2 separate regions of the Ovis aries genome follow, and region 2 is linked to region 1. A link is a contact called in public Hi-C data. All regions are on one chromosome and are shown on one strand. Each heading gives the region's core, a stretch centred on a gene start, on an enhancer-like site or on the middle of the called end of the contact. The rest is flanking DNA. Distances are from core to core; before and after follow the strand shown.

What was found. A called contact is a pair of places that touch in the nucleus more often than the background predicts.
Region 2: a Hi-C map of tail adipose tissue shows a contact between it and region 1, with 6 times the contacts expected there. The contact joins the promoter of EBF1 here to the enhancer-like site in region 1. A contact is called at or near these places in 7 of 16 Hi-C or Micro-C datasets (hypothalamus, liver, muscle and 3 more).

The regions. Positions count from the first base shown.
Region 1 is chr5:67,233,062-67,237,722 of ARS-UI_Ramb_v3.0, forward strand. No RefSeq gene overlaps it. Among named protein-coding and RNA genes, the nearest start is that of CLINT1, 200 kb to the left of the region's middle. Within about 2 kb of position 1,615, at least 5 of the 54 cell types and tissues checked have an H3K27ac peak or open chromatin away from gene starts, as enhancers often do. A contact at or near this core is called in liver and tail adipose tissue, where this site is marked.
Region 2 is chr5:68,273,347-68,277,874 of ARS-UI_Ramb_v3.0, forward strand. It overlaps EBF1 (EBF transcription factor 1), which reads right to left and starts at 2,176. Exons shown (of 16, transcript XM_012178874.5): 1 at 1,161-2,176. The coding sequence starts at 1,294. It overlaps LOC121819668 (a long non-coding RNA gene), which reads left to right and starts at 2,350. Exons shown (of 3, transcript XR_009600725.1): 1 at 2,350-2,670.

The sequences.
Region 1 (4,661 bases), core at 365-2,864:
TTATTCTTGGGTCCAGCGTCATCTAATGAGCAGTTTTCTGTTCCAAGTACAGTTCAAGACTGACTTTATGCAAGTCTGGGTTTAGGGCAGTTTCCCCTGGAACATACCTTCTATGTATTTGCAGTGACCTTTCCCATTGTTTCGGAGAAGGCAATGGCACCCCACTCCAGTACTCTTGCTTGGCAAATCCCATGGACGGAGGAGCCTGGAAGGCTACAGAATATGGGGTCACTGCCACTGTTGCACCCTACTTAAAATATTCTCCCCCAAAGTGGCCTATCCCTTGTCTCAGTTAATAATTATCTGTATTTGGAAGGAAAAATATTTACATGTTGACAGTTGTTCTCTGGGGTATGGAGTACACAGTATAGATCTTGGCATAGTTTTTGTTGAAAAAAAAAAAAAAAGCTTAAAGAGAAGAAACCTAAAGAAGGAGCTAGACTTTTACTTGAAACTGAAAAGATATCCTCTCCCACTCTTCCCCTCATAAACATTATATATATATATTATAGTGACATTTTTAGTCCATTTTGAAATGTATTGATTTGTTTCCTGTGAGTCATTGTCTGTTTCTTCTGTGTTGAAAAACACACTAAATATCAATGTGATGATATAAATATATATGTGTGGGTGGATGGGAGGGTGAAGGGAATTTTCCTTTAGATTCTAAGAAGGGAAATAGCTTTCTTCTAGGTTCCCACATCATCAATCAACTCATCACATCCTCAGTCTACTTCATTTTCTCCCTCAAAACAAAACCGAATAATCACATCTGGTTTTAAAGCTTGAGAAAAACACTTCAGAAAGTTCTGAGATGGTCCATTATTTGGTGGAATCATAGACGTTTTTGTAGTCCAATTCTGGATTGAAGAGATGTCCAGACGCTATTTCCATTTTGGGCAGTAGAGGGCAGACGTCTCCAGTGCTGCCTTCCTTAAGATTACCCTGGCAACATTATGTTTATGCAAACAGCCTTTGACATAATAGCTTTGAAACAGCTGAAAATTGAATTGTGCCTTGAGGCCAAACATCTAGACCACCACCTTTGTTATATTCATCTGCCACAGTAAATTGGGTTCACCATTGGCTCCGGGAGCTGCTTTTTCCTGGATTCCAGTCCCACAATAACTTTGCGTAGGAGAAAGACAAATGTGACTTCCTTACACAAAATGTTGGCTGGGTTTCATTTCACAAATTCTTATCTGAGGGACTGGAGATTGCAGTGTGGATTTCTCCAGCCATCTGAAGAGAATAAAATAAAAGGAAAACTGGAAACCTAAACCAAATCCATCTAATACTGGAATCTCTCTGTGTGTTTCCATAGTTTTTTAGCTTCCCCACTTAATCTAATTAGGGCTTTGCCTCCCGAAATAAATACCTAATAAAGAATGAACCTATTAAAAGACTAAATTTACTACACACCCGTTTGTGCAAACGCTCTGCATGTTTCCTTGAAGCAGTAATGCCGATGAAATTGAACGTTGTTTGACTGGATAATGGTCTCCCGCTGTAAGACGGATTATAGAAAATAAACATCGAGGGGGGGAAAGCCAGTAACTTTATTGAATTCCATCGATGATAATGCCATCACCTGAAATAGCTGCCTGAAAAGAGTGTAAATGGGAGTGAAGCAGCAGCATCTAGAGCCAATTTGCAACTGGGGAACAGTTCATTTTCTTGGAAGTAATTTTATTTTGTTTTGGGTTCACTGCCCTGGTTTGGGGGGGTTGACAAAAAGATTTTTAAACGAAATGTGTTTGTGGGTATATCAAATGCTTTTCATAAAAGAGCATTTAGACATTGACTAATTGACTAAATCGTTCATTCAACAGTAAATATTTCATGAGGACCTATTGTGTGCTAGACACTATTTGGGAGCTGAGGGGATGCTAATGACCAAAACAGATGTGTTATTTCTCTCATGAAACTTACAGTCTAGTGGAGGATGTAGAATCCATCAGCAAATATTTATTAAACACCTACTTTACAGCAAGATCATGATCACAAAATAACTACAAAATTGCAACCCAGATGAGTATTGTGAAGGCCAAGTAGTGAGGATGTTGGACCAGGATGTATGCCATTCTTTTGAAGAAAAATTTTATGGCTTATCATGTAGGATCAAAGAGACTCCCAGGCCAGTATGGAGATTGGCCTATTAGAGAGTTTGTTAATATGCTTGTGAATTTGACAAATGGGTTCATAATAATTTACCAAAGTTTCCTTTTCTTGACAGAAATCTATAGTAATTCCCATCTGATTTGCCTTATAGGATGGATATATGAGTAAAAATAAGAAAATATGCCCCAAAGTGCTTTGTAGTTAATGAAAATAACAGATTATTATGGGCTGATGCTTTCCTAGGGCTTCCCCATATGAGAATTCTTCAGGAGACAAGAGGAATGTAGGTTGATCAACAGTGACCATTTCAAGCAGTGTATAGATAAGTGATGAAGTATGTAGCATAGATAGTAAGATACACTGGGAGAGGCCAGGGAAAAGGTAAACCTTGAAGAATAAGTGGGGTTTAGAGAGAGGACAGCAGGAATCCCAGGCTAGCCAATGTTTTGGGCTTAAGGGATGCTGGTACAGACTTTGGCAGGAGGAACACAGTGGCTAGGAGTGCGAGGCTGTCCTAGTAGATGCAGCTCAAGTTCTGGGTGGTGCCACAGGGTCCCCACGGACCATTTGTGAGGCTGACACCTGACAGTGTTAGATGGTACTCCAGAGGCTTTTTGCAACGTCCTCCTCTGCTCATTGGCATCAGTGTCCTGTTCCTCATGTCTCACCCAGCTATTCCATATTCTCTACCACCCCTCCTCCAGGCCTTGCATGCTCTTCCAGAACCCTGCTTTCCAAAGTGTGTCTGGTTGTTAACTGGTACAAAGACACTGATGGGAGAGCATGGGAACATTCAAATTTGATTTCCCTTTCCTGAAAAGACAGTGCTGAAAACCACAGCTTCTTAAACATGTGTAATGTATGAACCCCCCTTTTAAAGGAGAAAAATTCTCTGAACTGTGGAGAAAACAACCCCTATTTGGGAAATTCTGACCTAGTAAACTTTCAACTGCAAATTGTCACTGCAAAAGAGAAGTTTGGTCTTGTAGTTGGTAGACACTTTTTTTTTTCTTCTGAAATTATCATTGAAATGAAAATATACGATTGAAAAATGTTTTTGAAACCCTTAGGCCCTTGAGAAAATTGGCCTTTCCTTGCCCATTAAATTAAACACTGCAGGGGACTCCCTATACCACCAGGGTCTCAGTGCCCCTGTCACTTGCCCCATTTTTTCATTATTTGTCTTATGACAGCCAAGTGGCATTTCTTTGATGATTAATGATGCTGGGGTTTCTTACCAGTCTCCATACTACCTCCTTGTGAGGACCCAAAAGAACCAGTTCCCTGCACTCCTGTTCAAAAGTACTGTTGCAGTCAGGGTCAGTTCCGCAGGTCAGTTCCACATTTAGCTAATGGAGAACTAGCCCTCTCTAGAAGTTTCTTATAAAGTCTCAGAGATTCAGCTTCATCATCTCCCTCAGTGTTCACGTCTTCTTCAGGCCTCATGGAGAAATCTGGCCAGAGGAGACAGGCATTTGGAGACAGGCAATCTAAGACAGAAAATGTCTTAGATTGGGGGGCATGGTTTTGGTAAGCTCAAGAGAGCATCTTCATCTTTGAATGATTCCGATCAAGCCAAATCATCCTTGCTTGTGCCTTTGTTATGTCTACATTTTGGGCAGCAGGAAGGGAAAAAGAGATTGGAAAAAAGGGCAAAGACAGCATAAGAAACAAAGAAGTGGGACTTCCTTGGTGTTTCAGTGGCTAAGACTCTGTGCTCCTAATGCAGGGGGCCTGGTTCGATCCCTTGTTGGGGGAACTAGATCCCACATGCCACAACTAAGAGTTTGCATGCCCCAACTAAAGATCCTGTATGCTGCAACGAGGGCCTATTGCAGGCAAATAAATAAATAAACTGTTAAAATAAAAAACCAGTGGGGAATTTGAGGGACAAAAAAAGAGAAAAGAAAGATGTTTCCTCATAGTAACATCAAAAAGGACATTAGGCAGTGGGACTAATATATTACCAGATGATTTATGCCGCATCCTGCTATATAGTGTGGAGCAATCTCCACCCACAAATCAGATATGTGATGTGTGTGTATGTGTGTGTGTGTGTCTGTGTGTGTTAGTTGCTCAGTTGTGTCTGACTCTTTGTGACTCCATGGACTGTACCCCACTAGGCTCCTGTGTCCATGGAATTCTCCAGGCAAGAATACTGGAGTGGGTAGCCATTCCCTTTTCCTAAGGGATTTTCCTGACCTAGGAATTGAATCTGAGTCTTCTGCATTGCAGGCAGATTCTTTACCGTCTGAGCTACCAGCCTTGCATCCTGACGGTTGGAGGGAAATCCAGCTTGAGTCACTGTGGGAGTTCCTTTGAACCTTCCCTGCTACTCCCTGACCCCTACCTAGACGTCTGTTTGCCAAGGTTCTAGGCTTTTCCTTAATGCAAGATAGGTGTGGTGCAGTAGATCTGCCTTCAAGATACCTTTAGAATATGGTGAGAGGGTTTCGATATCTATCTAATTTTCTCGCAGCTTTTTAAAAATGTCTTTTGAATAGGTAGTACTTGCCCATGGTTCAGAATTCAAAAGATAT
Region 2 (4,528 bases), core at 926-3,425, 1.0 Mb after region 1:
CTTATTATCACTGGGGACGGGAACAGTGTTGTGGACACTTGTCCCCAGCCCGGAGAAGATGAGGATGATGTAATTAGTCATCTTCCTTCTTCCCCTTCCGCTCTTTCTGGGCGGGATAGAGTCTTGGGCCACCATATCTCCCACTCTCCCAAGCCCAAATGGTGGCCTGAAAAAAGGGGGGACCATTTCTCAGTTGGGACCAGGAGTCCCCAGAAAGGGCACAGAGGGTGCCCGGGGAAAGTTCCCCCAGGTCAGTCTCCTGGAGCAGTGCCTCCAGGCCATACAACCGAGCATCCCAGGAGCTGAGAGTGGCAGAGGGGCTTAGAAGGGGCCATAGTTACAGACTGTCGGGAAGACTTTCAGAAGATGTCAGAATTAAAGTTAGGAGTTGCTCTTCTCCGGGTGGACCAAGAAAAACTGAAAACTACAAAGAGGAAAGGAGCATCAGAGGAGAAATAAGATGATTCTAGGGGGAAATGTAAAGAGAAAAGGAGTTAAGAGAAGGGGAAAAGAGGAAAGAGGGAGAAAGTGAAGAAAGAAGAGGCAGGAAAGAAGGAAAAGAAGGAAGGAGAAGAAAGGGGGAAAGAAAGGAAGTGAAGAAAGGAAAGGAGGAAGAAAGAAAAGAAAGGGAGGAAGAGAGGGAGCAGGAAAGGAAGGAGAAGGAAAGAAAGTTTTCAAGTGAGAGAAAAGGGTAAAAAGAAAGAAAAAGAGGAGGAAGGAAAGGAAGAAAGAGGAAGAGAAAGCAAAGAAGAAGCAAAGAAATGAAAAAAGGCAAATAAATGACAGAAAAGCGGAAAAAAATGAAAGGAAAGAAAGAAAAGACAGCCGGCCAGAAAAGAAATAGCAATCACAGAAAAACACAGATATCCAACATCACGCTGGTGAGAGCCTCTTCTGGCTTAAAACAAAATGAAAACAGTCACAGACCAGGCAGGGTAAAGTGCCGGTAAATCGTGGGCTCCTCGCAGGCAGCTCCTGGCTCTTCGGCCGCAGGCAACCAAGACCTGGCGGCCGGGGAGCGCGGAGCCCCGGAGGCTAGCAGAGCCCAGCCGTAGACGCTAGAGCGCGGCTCGACCCCGCGGCGGCCACTGCCGCTACCGCCGCCCGGCTTTGCTGCTCGCGGCTTGCCTCCCCGGCCGCGGTCCCCCAGCGGTACCCACCTCTGCGCCGCCGTGTTGGCGTCCAGCACCCCGGCGCCCTGCATCCACGTCCGCACCGCGTTCATGCCGCTGCCCAGCGGCTCTTCCTTCATGCTGCTTCCACTCCGTTGGATGCTTTCCTGAATCCCAAACATGAAAACAACCTTTTCTTGTGGAAAATCTCCTCCCCCTTGAAAATTTGAAAAAAAAAAAAAAAAGGCAAAGAAAACGCCAGCCAGAGATTTTTTTTTTTTTTTTTTGAGTCGATGAACTCGCGCTAGATCAAGGCGGGCTGGAAAGCAAATTTTTAAAAAAATGTAAACCTTCTCTCAAAATTGAGCGATAACCCCCAAAAAGAGAGAGAGAGAGAGAGAGAGAGAAAAGGAAGGGAAAATCCAACAAAAAGACCAAAATAAAAAAAATAGAGATGTGTGCTTGGCTGTTGGGGGTTGTTTGGTTGGTTAATTTTTGGTTTGGGTGCTTTTTTTTGCTTTTTTTTTTTTTTTGCTTTTTTTTTTTTTTTTTTTTGTAATGATCACAGGCCGGTGAAGGACAGGAGGGGCTGGAGTTTCCTTTTGTAGAGGTACCGTTCACTTGAAGAAGCAGGAAGAAAAAAAAAAAAAAAAAAAAAACCCTGATGGCAATTTAAGAAACAATAGACTCAACTCGCGCTGCCGGCTTTGCTACTTCAAGTGTCATTTTCCACAACCAGGCAAGTTTTTCCTCTCTCTCTCTCTCTTTTTTTTTCCTCCTTCTCTCCCAACCAAAGATGTTTCTTTCCTTTCAGCGTGTATAGATGAGGAGGACGCTGGTTGCCGTAGACAGATACACCAGAGAGGGAGAGTAGGGTGGGGGGAAGGGGGAGGGGGTAGGGAAAGACAGAAAGAGGAAAGGAGAGGAGAGGAGAGGGAGAGAGAGAGAGAGGTGGACCCTGCTAGATAGAGATTCTGTTTTCTCCTTGCTAAAATAGAAGTGATTTGCAGGCTTTCCCTATGGAATCCAGTTTGACTCTCCCCAGAGCTAAACACAAGCACACTAACCCCAAAGGGAGGAGGCGGGGCCCGCGCCACAAGGGCCCGCCCCTTCATTTGCATAACGTCATCCTTCCGCCTCGCCGTAGCCAATCGCGGCCCCGGAGCCTCCGGGCTCTCAGCGCAGGGCCACGCTCCCTCATTAACATCCCTCACCGGGTGGCGCAGGGGAGCCGGCCAAAGTTATTTGCAAAGTGGCGAGCGAAGGATCGTTGAGTACCCGCGTCCGAGCTGCAGAGGAGCGGGGCTGAGCTGGGAAGTGCCGGGCAGAAGGGAGACAGAAGGAAGGGGAGGAGGATATTCTTCTCAGGGATTTGAGCTGGGGTCTGCATCCTGGCCATTGCAGTCCGCTTAGCATCCTCGCCGCGCTCTGAGCGCGCTCGAGGCGCACAGGCTTCGCCCTCCCAGGGTCGTGTCCTGCTCCGCTGTTCTGGGACGTCGGGGGCAAAAGTGGAGGAGACGGGAGAGCTCGGGCAGAGAAAGCAGGACGCGCATCCCAGGTGCCCACCTCTTCGCTTTGAGGAGGGGGTGGTGGGTTGGAAAAATGGGTGCGCGAGGTCGGCGCTGGGAGCTCGCGGAGGGCACTGCCTCCACGTTGGGAGAGAGGGGTGGACCCTGGGCCGGGGCAAGGGAAGCGCTGTGGATCCCCAGAGAGAGGTGGACCGGGCTTTGCCTCTAGTCAAGTCTCTGAAACACTTCTCGCTGGGCCGCTTGCCTGGAGACAGCCGGCGTTAGGCACTGGCCTCACGTGCTCACTTCTTTGGCGCATTCTGCGGGATGGATAGGTAAACGGTGGAACGAATGCTCTCACTGTAGATGTGCCAGGCTGCGTTTTAAAATTTTGCTGGCGTTCAATCCCCACCCTCTCATCTCCGCCCCCCAAATAGATTCTTCCCTTAGTGTAACTACCAAAGCAAAAACAACGTCTCTGATGAGTTACTTGGTGTAGGGTTTCTCTCTTCCTTGTTCTTTCTGTTAAAATTGGAGCTTGAACAAACCCTCCCCCAACTTCTGCCTCTGCGACCTGTCCAGAAAGAAAGATCTGGAGAAGGAGGGAATGAAGGGAGGGAAAGAGGGAAGAAGGAAGGGAAGAAGAAATGGTCCCCTACCTCAGATCTTTCAACATATATGGTTGTGGCTGGCAAAGGAAATAGCTAGATGTTTCTGGGTAATGCACCCCATCATTTTTTAGCAGGTTGTAACCTCTAATAAGCACATGGTGAACTTCTGTTTCATTGCTCTCAAAGGAACTCCCTGACTGCAGCCAAATCTGCTAAAGGCTCCTTCGGGGAAATTCTCTGCCAGAAATCCAGGTCCCCTTTCTGCCTGCCTTTCTTGGCCCTTTGATTTAGGAAGCTCATGGGGTCATTGATAGAAAAGTACATATGCCCATGTTGAATGGAATGGAGACAGGCAGAAGTTATGGTTTGTGCTCTTCACAGTGCAGGAAAGTGAGAGCCACTTCCAGACTAGTTGAAAGACTATTTCAGGCCTGAGGATACATGGCCACTGTCTTCAACACTGCTTTATCTCTTGTGCACAAAGCCTGCCCACTCTCATACCACTTAACTTGGACCACTTAATGTGCTGAGCTTTTTCCCTGGTACCATAACTAATGCCACTTCCTCCAAGATGCTCTTGAAGAGATCCATTTGACCCAGCAGGATCCCCACACCTTCTACCAGGCATTAAGTAGATGTTCCTGAGGGATATGTTGGTGGAAACACTGGAAGGATTATAGATCTGTGAAGAGGCAAAATGGAAGGCTGGACATCCATCTCTACAGTATTTAACTGTATAATTGAAACCTGGACTGCTGAAAACGTCTCAAAACTCCAAGTTTAGGCCCAAAGGGTATCTAGAGCCAACCCCTTCCCCTTCCTGGACCTCTCTGCCCACTCTGCCTTCTTTCCTGCCCTGCCTTCTCTAAAGGGATCCTTCAAAGAAGGGGGACCAGGATGCAGAGGCCACCCTCCCATCCAAGAGTCCCAGATAGCACTGGCAAAAGACAGAGATATCCCTCTCTTTAACTTCCTGAATCTCTATTTTATGCTCCAGTAAACGGTGTTCAGGACTCCAAGTGGAGTCTGGTGAGGTACAAACCCCAGTAATGAGGAACACACAATGAGGGATCAGATCACTGCCAAAGGTGACAGAGAAAGGAGAGACACAGCCACCACCCTGAGGACCAGGATCAGTGGAAGTAACTCAACAGATGGATTTCTAGAGCTGGGGTGGCGGGGGGGGGGGGGGGGGGGGGGGGGGGGGGGGGGTCAAGCAAATCTAGACACACTCTGCAAATGATGTGTTTGTGAAGGGGCCTGAAGCTGCCTCATCCAAAAGAGAAACTGGCCCAGA